2 separate regions of the Dromaius novaehollandiae genome follow, and region 1 is linked to region 2. Evidence: chromatin contacts called from public Hi-C data. All regions are on one chromosome and are shown on one strand. The core of a region is the stretch at or near the end of the contact, and the rest is flanking DNA. Distances in the headings are between cores, read along the strand shown.

The links. A called contact is a pair of places that touch in the nucleus more often than the background predicts.
Region 1: a Hi-C map of liver shows a contact between it and region 2, with 3 times the contacts expected there. The contact joins the promoter of LRRC9 here to the enhancer-like site in region 2. A contact is called at or near these places in 2 of 4 Hi-C or Micro-C datasets (brain and liver).

What each region holds. Positions count from the first base shown.
Region 1 is chr5:7,253,156-7,260,053 of bDroNov1.hap1, forward strand. LRRC9 (leucine rich repeat containing 9) reads left to right here and starts at 2,647. Exons shown (of 31, transcript XM_064513512.1): 1 at 2,647-2,700; 2 at 4,146-4,364; 3 at 4,936-5,076; 4 at 6,462-6,525. The coding sequence starts at 2,647.
Region 2 is chr5:7,169,316-7,175,833 of bDroNov1.hap1, forward strand. All of the region lies in intron 1 of RTN1 (reticulon 1), which reads right to left. Among named protein-coding and RNA genes, the nearest start is that of RTN1, 56 kb to the right of the region's middle. Within about 2 kb of position 2,661, at least 2 of the 2 cell types and tissues checked have open chromatin away from gene starts, as enhancers often do.

The DNA of each region.
Region 1 (6,898 bases), core at 1,397-3,896, 84 kb after region 2:
TCTGGGGGGGCAAATTTGATACCTAGATTTGCCTTGTTACAAACTTCTGCTAAAAGAGATTTGTATTTTTTGTCTCCGAGTAAGTGAAAATTTGCACCTGTAGACCGGGAAAAATAAGACCCAGCTGGAACGTCTTTTACAATGCAGAAATGGGTGGAAGCTGCCTGCCTTATGTGGAATTGGAGGGACATCTGGTGACATGAAGAAACAATGCAAGTAAAGAGCTACCAAAAGGTTTATCAGCCTTCCTAGAACTACAAAAGCTGCTTGAGCAATTTTCTCCCCCTCCATGAAAAACAGTAACAAACATAAAACAAAGACTTTAACAGAGACCCTTGCAAATATTAATCAAATTAACCTCCTTAACTCACAAACCTGACATCTTTAATGACCTTTGTTTCAGCAGAAATCCAATTTTCTGCTGAGAAATACTGCCATTGAAAAATGTCAACCAGTCTCAGCGCATGCAAAAAAAATAAATTTAGTGAATTAATTATAATTGTTCTTAAATTGATAAAATTAATCCAGCGTGAACGGATCAGTGAACGCAGCCCTTTTGGTTTAAGGGCGGCCCATTTTATCTCACACTCACATTCCTAATTGATTTAAACTAAGCCACAGTAAAGCTTCCGTGCTGCAGCTTGGCAGTTTCCATCGCCGTGTCAAGATAAACCACTGCACGAACACAACACCCTCCCCAACTCTGGGAGAGACATGGGGCAGAATAAAACTCTTTAACCCTTTTTTTCTGACATTTGGCAAACCAGCTTAGTGGCCACACTCCGCTGCCCAGACGACAGCAAAGCAAAAAAGTCATTGCAGCTGAACTTAAATCATCATCGCAGAGGTGGATGCGCTGGGGAAGGCCTGGTGCACATTGCGCCCTGGCCCAGCACGGTGAAAGGGGCAGAAGGAGCAGCTGCTTCTGGCCCCTTTCCCTGGGTGACCTGGGGCAACCGGGCAGCCCCAGGGCCAGGAAACGCTCTGTGAGGGCTGCCGACGGGGCGGGGGGGGGGCAAACAGCCGTTGGGCGGGTGCGCGCGCGCAGGAGGCCTCAACGCGCCTCGTGGTGGTGGTGCCACCGCCGCCGCGCGCCCTCTAGGGGACGGCTCACGTCGCCACGGGTCGCGCTGTGCGTGCGCAGGAAGGAGGGCGCGCTGCAGCTGTGCGCGTGCGCAGGCAGGAGGGGCGGAGCCAACTCTGCCAGCTTTTCACCGGCCCCGCCCCTCGCTGAGGTAACCGCCATTTCCTCAGCCCCGCCCCCCATCCTGTCGCGTCACCGTCTCGCCTCTGGTTGGCTACCGCCCCACCGGTGGGAGGGGCGAGGTGGTCGTCTAGGCGACGTGAGCAGGCGGTGGTGCTCTGGGCAATGGGCCCGGGCCTGGGTGTTGGGTACGTGGATCCCCTGAGGGGATCGGGGCCCGGCCTGGTTCCTGATGTGGCATCCTCCGCCTGTCCCTCTTCTGGGTTGTCCTGGTCCCATTGCCTACTCCTGTCCGCCTACAGGGCAGCCCACTGAGCTTCAGTGCCCTCGAAGGGCAGATTGGGGCCTGGGGTGTCGCAGGTGCCCCGCTTTGTGGTGAGGTGCACTTCCCTCCTCACCCTCTGCCAGCCCCTGCCAGGCACCCTGGGGCAGGCATCCACCCTTGGCAGGAGCGGGCAAAACACATGCCACTAGTACGTGGGTCTACATTATGTGGAAGTTACCTGTACAGCCAGGGCTCTGGGAGCAACGCTTGCAAAGCCATGCTATTAGCTGTCTTTTGAATGTGGCGGAAAAAATAACTGCTTCCTTCTGCTCCTGTTAGAGGAACCGGCCTCCACCCAAAAGCTAATTCCCATCTAATGTAATTCCCTCAGCTGTTGTAACTGGATAAAATATTCTTTGTTTCCTGTCCTAAATTACTGGCTAGAGGAGCTGTGTGTCATTAAATGCTGTGGCAGGGATTCAAAGACAGCAGTGATGTGGTGGTATATTAAGAGTGACTAAAGTGATCTTCTGGGTTTAGTTTGTGCATACTGTGGTTAATATACTGTGTCAATGCTTTCAGAGGGAGAAAGAAGCTGCCTCGATCATACTAATAAGAGGTTGTTAATGCTAAAGATAAATCATAGCAGCTGCGTGGTTACTTTAAAAGCACTGTAACAAAGGTGTTACAACTCTCAATTATGTACAGAGAATTTTGACATATTTTCCTATATGCAGATAGGCTTTTACTGAGGATTATTTTTGGTGAATTATAAATGATTTGTTCATTGATACTGCACCTCTGTTCTTTGTGCAAATACAACTTACTGAACCCAATACAGGGATAAGTGGGTGCTATTCATCATCTTTCCTTCTGGGAGTGGTGCAAATAGCTTATCCTGTAGTACTTTCTAGACTTTCAGAATATAAAAATATTGGTTAAAAAAGTAATCAGTCTAAATATTCCTGACATCTTCAATTTTCTTCCTTTGTGATCACCACCGTGATTCAGAGAGAAATACAGATTTTGGAACTAAGTCTGTTAGGAGTTTCGATCTTCCTTTCAAACTGCTTGGAACTCCTATGACTTATGTGGGTGGATACACAGCTGATAATTATACTATCCTTTTTATAAGAAAATACTAAGAAATGCATAATCACTACGGAGAACACAAGAGATGATGCAAAGTGATAACCAAGACCAGAACCTTGAGGAAATAATTAAGGAGCTGGTAAGCTTTTCATTCATATTTGTTTTTAATTTTCTCTGACTTTTAATACTTTTATAAATATCAGTATGTGTTTGCTAGAACATTAGTTATTCTGGAATATCCTGGAGGTGGTATAAGGCATGCATTAATAATGGTTTATGATGGTCTAAAGGTTTCAGAGCTATGGAAACATACTAGTAGTTAAGATGCAGAAATGCAACTCTCTCCGGAGAGAGATACCTGTATTCAAAGAGGATTTTAAGGTACCATTCACCCTTTGTATCTGCTTCTTGTGGTGTACCTTGCAGAATATTCATATATTGAAACAAAAATAAGGGTTTTTTTGATATAAATTTGATCAAAGTAAATCATGTAGTTTTGACTCACTCATATGTTTTGCATAGGCATTGCATAGTTGTGAGCAGAATCGGGTGGCTAACTAAGATGATAAAAACTTTGCCTAGTATGAAGTCTTTAGAATTTTAAAATGGTGTTCAACTCCAGAGTAAGGCATCTTAATTTAGGTGTCTACCGATAGTTGTCTACATATGCGTTTGGTTTTTCAGCCCTCATTGTAGTCAACAGAAATCTATGATACAATTCAGTTGCACAGATATAGCTGTCCAGTGCCATTTTAGCTGCCTCAAGATATCTAAGACACCACACAGGGCTGGGAGATATTACAAAGGATGTGTAGGAGACTGCACTCTTCTGGAACAGCAGTTGCAGGATACCCTAAAGCATCTGAAATAGCACTGGATACACTGTGCAGCCAACTGACTCCCATCCTTAGCCAATATAGAATGAGTCAACTTACTGTAAACATGTACTGTCTGGACATCAGAATGGCTTTCCAGGATCCCTTGGCTGTATTGGTTAGATCTCATGTTGACTAAAATGAGAGCTTTGATAAAGGGCACGGGTGTAGATACCTGATGTTTTGTGTTGTAATCTTAAGCTGAATCTCACCTTTAATGAAATTCCATGTCATCTTTTATTTTTTCCTGGCCAAAAGCTTATATTATTATATTTACTTAATACAACCACTTCAGAAGTGAAGCGCTACAAGACTGACAGAGCACACTGTCCCCTTTCATACACATATGTGTGTGTGTATATGCACATATACACACACATATACTAGTTATACATTTTTGGTGGTTTTTAGTTTTCATTAAAGTTAGCATGACTGAAAATTATTTTGTTTTAAATTCAAGGTGCATTTTGAGGTTTGATTTGAAGTACTCGTGCAATAATTGTGATTATTTTTGTAAGCAGAAGAAAGCTGTGTAACCATCATATACTGAATGTGGCCAAAATTGCAAATACATCTTAGAGCAGAGCAAATTTTAAAAGACACAGTTGATTTTAAGCAGTTGACTCTAATGACGGTCAGACATTCTGCTTCATAATGTATTTTTTAAAACATGGATGTAAAATGAATAATAGTTGCCTTTCATTTCCAGTGCACATGTAATGGATTGTCTTATGAGAAAGTTGATCAAGAGGGACTAAAAACAACAGCACTGGAGATGTTTTTCTCAGGTTATCCCAAAATGGTAGGCTTGAAATATTTCCCAAATTTGACCACACTCACTCTTGTTGGGCAAAGGATTCAAAAGATTTCAGACCTGGAGCATTGCCTGTTACTCAGAGAGCTGTGGATTGCTGAATGCTGTTTAGTGGTAAGTTAACTATGAATTTTATTTCTAGCCAGCTTTAGCCAACTTTAGCCCCTTAAAATGATTATCATATTCTTCCATGAGCATTTCTTCATCTGTTCAAAGAACAAGGCGCTATTCGAGGGAGTGAGGATCTGGCACTTCTTTACTGATGTATCCAAAGATCTCATTATAGGCATGGATGAAAATTACCTCTGTTACACATTACAGGTTTTTGTATTTTGGACTCTGTAGTTGTTTTTTTTTCTCTTTCATTAGAAAGAATGTTTTTTGAAACTACAATAATTTCATTGAAACCTTTTTCAGAAAGCTGATTATGATGAAGATATTTCAGTGAAAATAATACTGTACATAAAACACATAATTTATCATGAAACATTGTAGCTTCTATTACTTTTTCTTTGAGGGCTTAATTGAAAGGGTTTCTAAGTCAGCAGAATTCTGCTCAGTGGCTGTGGTCTCAAATTATTTGGAGCTACCTTACTATTTTCTGTGCAAGTTGATGGCATATGGATAAAAAGAGTGACTTTTTGTTGTTCAGTGCAGCAAATTAATACCTCTCCTTCTATTGCAGAAAATAGACGGTCTAGAAAAATGTGTAAATTTGGAAAAGCTTTACCTTTATTGCAATGAAATTTCCCAGATTGAAAATCTAGAAGCCCTAACAAAGCTGAATGTAGTTTGGTTGAATAATAACCTGATCAAGAATATAGAAGTGAGTCTGGTGTCCTTCTTATGATTTATTTCCTTCCAATCTGTATAATGTATAGTATATTAATAGTATGGTACCTAAAGGTATCTAACAAGTGGGACTCTTTTTTAGAATTATTGAACAAGAGAGACAATTTTAAATTCCAGTACACAAGAATTAAGGCTGAAACATTATTTGGAAATTAAAGTTTTCTGCATATACAGTGTTAATTAAATCATTAATTTTCTAAGACCTCTATGATCCCTGAGCAGGAAAAGATTTTTTTTGTTGTCGTTTTGTTGTAACTGTGGATTTTTGTCTGCTCTTCAGTATTATGTGAAAGAATTTCCATTTAGTTTTTATTTTAGTAAGTGTATGCTAGGTTGCAGGTGCTGAAAGGGTTGAAGTATTTGGATTTTTTTTTTCTTGAAGAGGTGAACTCATATTCAGAAGAAGTTTTATCCTGGCTTTTCTTCATGCTGTCATATGAATAATTGGTTCCCCTCCTCCCTCCCCCAAAATTAGTACTCTTCATGCTAACCTTTAAAATGGAGGCTAGTCCAGAAAAAGTGAGAACTCTGTGATCAGCCCTTTAGCATGTAAAGGGAGAAGAACTGTATAAACATCATTTCTGGCAAAAGACCACTTGGTGCTGTGAAATACCTGATTTTTACTGCCCCAACAGGGAGGCAGGAGTACTGCATCTCAGTCCTCTTTCCCTTAGAAGAGCATGAAAAGAAGGCGGAGGGAGATACCTTACCAAGATAAAGGTAGTTAGAGCAGAAGGAGATGCTGATAGGGATGAATGAGAGCAGATCTTCAGGAACCTTGAAGGCCATGAAGAAGAAAGAGAAAACGAAGCTGGGCATGAAGAGAAGGAAGGAAAGGAGAGAGCTAAGAATTACGGCTCACAAAGAACAAATGTAAAAGCAATAGAGTGCTTCTAAAATTATTTTTAATTAGAGAGTACACAACAAACACTAGTGGCATCCCACTGCAAAGAACTGCAGTGTCATCACAGAGAGAAATGACTGACATGACTGATTTAGTTGCTATGGTATCTCAAAGCCAAGACATGGGCTGCAGTCAAAAGCTAATGGGTGCTCATGATATTGGGCATGATCTGTTAGGTTTCTCATACACAGTTGTGAAACTAAGGAGGCGGGGAACTATGTTTATTTTCATTGCAGTATCATTTACAAAGACTTTCTAAGATAATTCCCATTGGGCAATACATATTCTCCTTTTCCATGTCAAAAGAAAGCTGTAGTTTAAAACAGAGACTAACATTGTTTAGACTCCAGTCAAGTCTGTTTTTACATTTGAATGATCTGCCTCTTAGCCTACAGGCTCTTCAGCATTTGCAGTGCTGTATTAGATTAAAACTGTATTGTTTAAAACATTCACAGGGCTTACATACTCTGCAGAATTTACAAGAGGTCAACCTCGCTGGAAACTTGATAGAAAAAATAGGTAGGTGATGTCTGTCTGGCATTTCTAGCATGTGCATTCTGACTGTCACCAAGGATTCATGCACATGGTTTGATCTTTCCCTCCTAATAAAAAATTCTTACCAACTTGCATGGTTCAGAATCATGTCTGGTCATCCCAAAGTCAGTGTCAAAACTCCCTAGGGCTCACCTTTGTTTCTACCAAACTCTTTGTCATTGCTATAGCCATGTCAAAGGAGACAGAATACAGGTATTGGTGGGATATGCATATATTATGCATATTTTTTTTCTTGTTCACTGCCTTTAGTATACAGGGCTTTTAGATTAAATCACGCTTTTTGTTTTTTATGGGAATGTAAATTCTTCCTGCATTTCTAAACAGATACTAGAGAATC
Region 2 (6,518 bases), core at 1,411-3,910:
GAGCCCTCGGGAAATAATTTCACTTCCTGCAAACAGCTAAGCAGTAATGGGTCCGATTCAAACATTTAGAGCACAGCTGAGATTCTCAATACGTTACATGTGTTTTCATCAATTGTAAAGAAAAAATTCTTTTTGAAAATGACTGTTTTGTCTCCTCTGAATAAGTAACCAAATGCTCTAAAAATCCTCCCTACAGGGCTAGATTTAGAGCAAATCAGCAACTGGCACATGATATAGTTTAGAAATCATCGTTTCCACACAGAGCAACTCTTATTTTAAGAAAGGCAACTAATGTCCGGTTTGGATCAATGAAAGATGAAGTGTTCCAACATTCTGGAATAGGAAACTAAAAACTAGCTGAGGATAATAGATGAGAAAAACAGTTAATTTAAACAAAACTGATTTTTTTTTCAAACTAGAGTACATCCAGTCTTCTTCACCGATTACCCCAGAATAGTCCATGTGTTTAACATATTACAGTCACACGAATAAAATAACCAGTATCCATGTTAACGTGTCTGTTTTTATCTAGAGGTCTTCACATACAACTGTGATGACCTTCAATAGCACAGACAGACTGACACAGAAGGACACGAAATTTCGGTTCCGTATAACAGCTGTCAACCCAGCAACGTGAGGTTCAGCATTTACCATACGCCAGTGACTCATTCAGAATTATTAACTTTTTAAAAGAGGAGAGGGGGCACTAATCTTTAATTAGATAATGCTATTTTTACAGCCTGGAGCTGTATTTGGAAGCAGACTGATCTCTGGTGCAATTTGAGGAATCAAGGTTTTGACGACCTTTTTGGGGAAAAGCAGAATAGCATGAGTAAGCCTCTTCCAGCAAATTCCTGTAGGTCTTTAAAATAGCTGGCTCTGCTTTTGCTCTGGATCTGGCAGCTCGGGAGCCCTCACCCGCTGCCCAGTGCCGTTACTCCCAGGAGCAGGGTGCTCGCAGCTCCCTCCCCTCTCGGCCGTAGCTGCCTTATCCACACTGATCATGGGCTCCCTGCAACAAGGTCCACCTCATCCTCGTGGGGCAGTCCCCAGTCTTTGGTAATTTGTGGTCCTGGAGCAATAACGAGCCAACAAGCACCACGAACAAGCTCTTGTTCTGATGGTCCCCAAGCCATGCGGGAGGGTCTCGCAAGCCACGTATGATGCCCAGGTCACAGCACCTGGAGCACCTCAGCCCTTTAGGTGTCAACCAGATGTTCCAGGTAATAAAAAGAGGCCAAAACTAAGTGAAGAGCTTTTTTCAACACAGCAACTTTGGTATGATCCAGGACTCCAGAATGCACTAAAAAGCTCAGGGATACACAGTGGACTTCCCTACAGGTGATTAGGCTAAAGCTTGTCTTCTAAAAACATACCCCAGTATTGCCCTAAAGGTTCAAGGAGATAGTTGAGTGGCATACCAAGCTTTTTAGTGTTTAATTACCCTTTCATCTAGAAAGTCATTTCAAGGTTGACAGTGTCCAACTCCAGCTCCCAGTTGCGGGCTCCTATTGTGTCCCTCAGCACACAGAAAAGTCCTCTTTGCTCGGGGTCCTTGTCCCCGTGTACGCATCTGCGCACAGGCAGCAAGTCACGCCTCGGTCTCCTCTCCGACTACCAGCACAGATTGCATTTCCCAGCCCCGCATGAGCAGGCTTACGCCTCAGCCACTCCATCATTTTTATGGCTCATCCACAGCCTCCTATCAGACAGATACATCTTCCTGCTTCCTTGCAAGTACACAACACAAATAGCTATTAGAGAGTTCTGCCTTTTATGCACCGACCTGACAATTTTAGCATCTGGCAGTAGCAACAAGCCTATACTTGCCCTTGGCTTCTTTCTATTCCTAACATATCCTTAAAAATGGGGGTGGGGGAGGAGGAAAAAGGCAGGGAAAAAAAAGGACAAAAAGGCTTTTCCTATTCTTTTGATCAACTGTACAATTTTTTTTTTCTGAGTTTACTATGCCAGTTACCTTCATTTTTAACTTGCATTACATTACTTCTCACTGTCCTCTCAGTTGTAGTCTTTTTATACAGCAATCCAATATTTATCACTTTTCTATATTTCCTTATTGCACCCTACCTCCCCCCGACGAAGGTGTACCAGCAGTCCCAAGGCTATCTCCAATTCAAAACACAGCTGGTCTTCTTAGATTCAGACCAAGCTGTTTCTCCCTCTCCGCTAGGTTTCAGTCCCACGTCAAACCTCAGGAAAGCCCTGGACATTTCCACACTCCCTTTGCAGGTGCTGCTGCTAGCAGTGGTGAGGGCAGTCAGCGTAGGTGGCAGAGGCATCTCTGAGCCCCATGCCAAATCACACACCACTCTGAAGTAGGCTGGGTAACACTGGGGATATATAGGTGTACCACTTGGGAATCACACTCTTGATTTTACAAGACCTTCTCCATGAGCTTTCTAGCCCCAGATACTGCAGTGCCTGGGCAAACCTCAGAAGTACTCACACACCTGTGTGATTCGAATGGAGCCTGAAACCCCAAATCCTAAAAGCCCATCTGTCTCCACACCAAATGCAGGCACTGTTGCACTGCTGGATAACACCGTTAAATAAGCTCTCAGCATCTCCCTTCGATCAGCCGTTCTCAATAGCCAGAGCCAGACGTCAGCCCAGAGCTCTCCCACCTCCAGATGCTATGCGTTGGACGTGCACAGCAGCAAGCTGCTTGCAGCAAAACTTTATTGAGCGTGCATTCCTGGCAGAAGTGCCAGCTATTCCTTGCTGCCAGGAGATGGTGCTCTTTGTTTTAGCTCAGGATTTGCAAACCCAGTTTACAGGTTAGTAACTTTTTTCTCCAAAACTCTCCTGATCCCAGCTGCGTAACTCTGCAGGGCACGGCATGTGCAAGCACTAACGTCCATACTCTGAAAGCCGTTTTGTGACTCATTTGCACAATAGATGCTGCAAGAAAACTGGATGTGCTGGAAGGATACGTGCTCCTGTTCTATTATTATTTCCCCTGGCGCTCTGCGCAGGTCCTGAATGCCCTGGGGGGACCAGGAGCAGCAACGAGGCTGCATCCTGCCGTCTCGGAGTCACTGCCAGCTCTTTGCTCTGCTCCTGGGGACAGGAGTGAGTCAGTGCACCAGCTGCATGAGTTACCCATCCTTCCCTCGAGATCACGCAGCGGCACAGAGGAAACGCTGCCGTGCAGAGAGGCAGGTGTTGTCTCCTGTACTGGCAGGAGAGCAAAAGGACGGGGACGGGGCGGGGGAGAGCTTGATTCTCTTTATATTCCAGTTACTCCATTGACTTTAGTGGAGGGACTCCCCAGGGCTCCCCCATTTCGGTTCTCAAATACACGAGGCTCAGCCAGGATCTCAGCCCCGGAAACCTTTGGCCACAGGGGATGAGCACCCTCGAAGCAGAGGGAGTCACCACCCCCTAATAAGCACGGGGGGTTGGGGGAAACAAATTCCTTTCAGTGCTACAGCCCATGGATTGGGTCCTGTCGGGAGCTTCATTTTTGGGGCTAATTTAAACCCTCTCTCCCAGCATCATGTTACACAAAAGTACAGTCCTTCCACATGACTTCCCAAGCTCCTGCCTGGGGGTTTCTCCCACCTCCTTAGCTGACCTCTGCTTTCTTCTGAAAACCAAGCGGACACGTATCAGGCCCTGGCTTGGCTGCCGAGTGCTGCAGCCCCGTCTGCGGGAGAGACACGTAGGAAACACTGATGAGCTTTTAACGAGATTAGGGCAGATCCACTTTGGGGAGCACAGGGACACACTGCGCTGCGGGTACCGCCATCCCAGCAGCCAATTAACAGCATTTTTTTTTCCATTGAGGCCTTGCACAAGAACGGCTATCCGCTCCCTGCGAGCAGCCCTCAGCAAAGACACCAAGGGCCACCTTCATGCCACAGATAAAGTGTCACAGGGGACCCAGACTCACCCCAAAACAAGTCAAGGAATGGTGCTCCACTACCCACAGAGGAGCAGGATGTGGTCTGAATGTCCTCAGCTCCCATGGACATCACCAGAGCTTGTGGCACCTGGCAGGGGATGCTCAGCCGTTTCTCCCAGAGCAAGCCTGCAGTAAATGGTTCAGCAGTTCTCACCCACACGTGCCCTCCAGGCTTTTCACACCAACGAGCAGTCTCAGGAGCTCTGAGTGGACCTGGCAGTAAAATGTCTACATCTACATGTCTAAAACATCTATAAGGTCTATTGCATCTCTCCCCAGTACTCTAGAAAACACAAAAAACAAGGAGCACCAGAAAGAGGGCTCCCCTCTGCGGAGAAGCAGAAACTTCAGAGGAGAGTAAGCATGATTTAAGATACATATAGAGTACTAAATGTTCTTGCTAGAAGTGCAGGTGCAGCAGGTCTTCATAGCAATTATACAAATATCATTTCATTTGAAAACCACTTTCAGAAAAGATTGTTGCAATAATATCATCAGGAACAACAGTACTGGTCACCAGGGTTTGGTGGCCATTAAGGTACTGCCTAAAATGCTATCAAATGCACTTTACTAAGGCTAATTAAACTCCACCTATAAGAAAATAATGCATTATTCTCTGTGTATTTCACCATACTCATGTTTCTCCTGGAACAATCAAACTTTTATCAAGTCCCAGGATAAAAATATGCCAAGCACTAAGTGACTGAGCAGCTAAGACACAGTTTTCAGATGACTTGAAGCAGAGCCCACCTCCTTTTAGAGCACTAGCCATAGAAGTGTCTTGAAATCTGGATGCTTGTGACCAAATCTCTTTGCTTTTCATGGCCCATGGCTAGTGTGATTTAGGAACCTCCATCATTCACCATTTTCATCCCCAGATTGCTGCAAAAATGACCCAAGGCCACAGCTCTTTGAACTCAGACCGGTTTTGGCCGTGAACCCTCTCTTGCAGAAGCGTCCCCTTCTCCTGCACAGCCTCCCTCTCTCCCACAGTCACCTTTTGCAGGTCCAGCCCCATCGCTGCTGGGTCCCGATTACGGATACATTCGGCATCACACAACTGCTGCAAGACAACCCTGATCCAAACTCAGCCCAGAAGAGAGAGGGCTGCCAACAGCGGTTGCTTCTGATGCTGTGATAGCTTCTCCAGCCCCCCATCCTGCTGGAAGAAGGATCACAGCCCCATAGTTTCACACTCTTCCATGCTCAAGGAGAGAGGGCTCAACAGCAGGAAGATAAAAGCAGACGTTGGAGAGGGGCTTTTGCTAAAACATGAGCATTTGAATAAGGTCCGACCCACATCTGGAGAGACTGCTGTTTTCCATGTGTCACCTACACCTGACTAAAATTTCCTGGAAATCCAGTTATTATAAAAGGAGGAAAAGGACGAAAGGATCATCTCCCACACCAGGCTTGGTTCCCATCCCCAGGGTCCAAGCTACCTCAGCACCATGAATCTTCCAACAAGCCAGAGCCACAACTGCAAAGAAGTTCACCTGAAATCACTGAGGGCTCTCAGGAGGAAAATTAATTTTGTGACAATGCATAACACCTACGGTGATGTGTCAAGTGCAGTAATTCAGGGAGAAAACCAGCTGTCAGGAGCTGAGGGCCAGGGTAAAGCAGGAGCGATGCCAGCAGAGACCCTAGATTTACATCTGCATAAAACTGTCACTAGGGAGAGAGGTACGAGGCCCTGGGAGCCACCAAATAGAGTCTGAAGACAAGACATTACCAGCCACAAATCAGGATCAAATCTAATGCCCTAGGGAAAGCTTGGAAAACTAGGTCAGAGAGGACGCGGCTGCGCAAGGCTGACACAGATGAACTCAAAAATCACCGTCTAACTCTTTTTTTGCCCCAGCATTTTCCCATCACAACACAACCAGCATGAGGAAGACCAGCATATCCTGGCTTCTGGTGACCATCTTTATTGGCAGCAATGATCAGAAACATTAGGAAAAAAAGACACAGTATAGCTTCAAATATGATCCAGAATGTATAAAAGCAAGAAGTGAGTATACAGGAAAAAAACAAAACAAAAAACCCAAAACTCAGAGCAGGAGAACTGGGGAGCTCTGCCGATGCAGGCGAGGCAGCAGGGCTCCGCTCCAAAGCACTAGTGTTGTTTGCTTGCACCTTAAGTGATTCCCTTCTATTTCTGGATGGTGGGGGCACCAAGGGGGCATCTGAAAGTCAGTCAAAGTTCCCAGAGGTATTTTAAAAGTTAAACCTCTCAAAGTAGTGCAGAATATGGGGCAGCTCCACTGCAGTCATAAATCAGCATCAACCTGCTGGCTCCAGCTTATGCTTAAGGAGGATCGGGCCATATGTGATTTAGCTAATGCTATAAACGTCCTTGCCTTCAAGGTCCCTTCTTTATTTACCTGCCACCATGTCTCTTCTCCCTGCAAAAGAAGAGTTCACTCTGAGCAGAGACAGCAAAAGTCCTCCCTAAACACCGCATTTCCTTGAAGGGCATTTTAAGAGCTCTATCCCACCCCTCGCTCTACTCCAGCGAGGAACTGACACGACCGCAAAGCCCTCCACCTCCTGACACGGTACCTGGAGACACCAAAAATATTTGCTC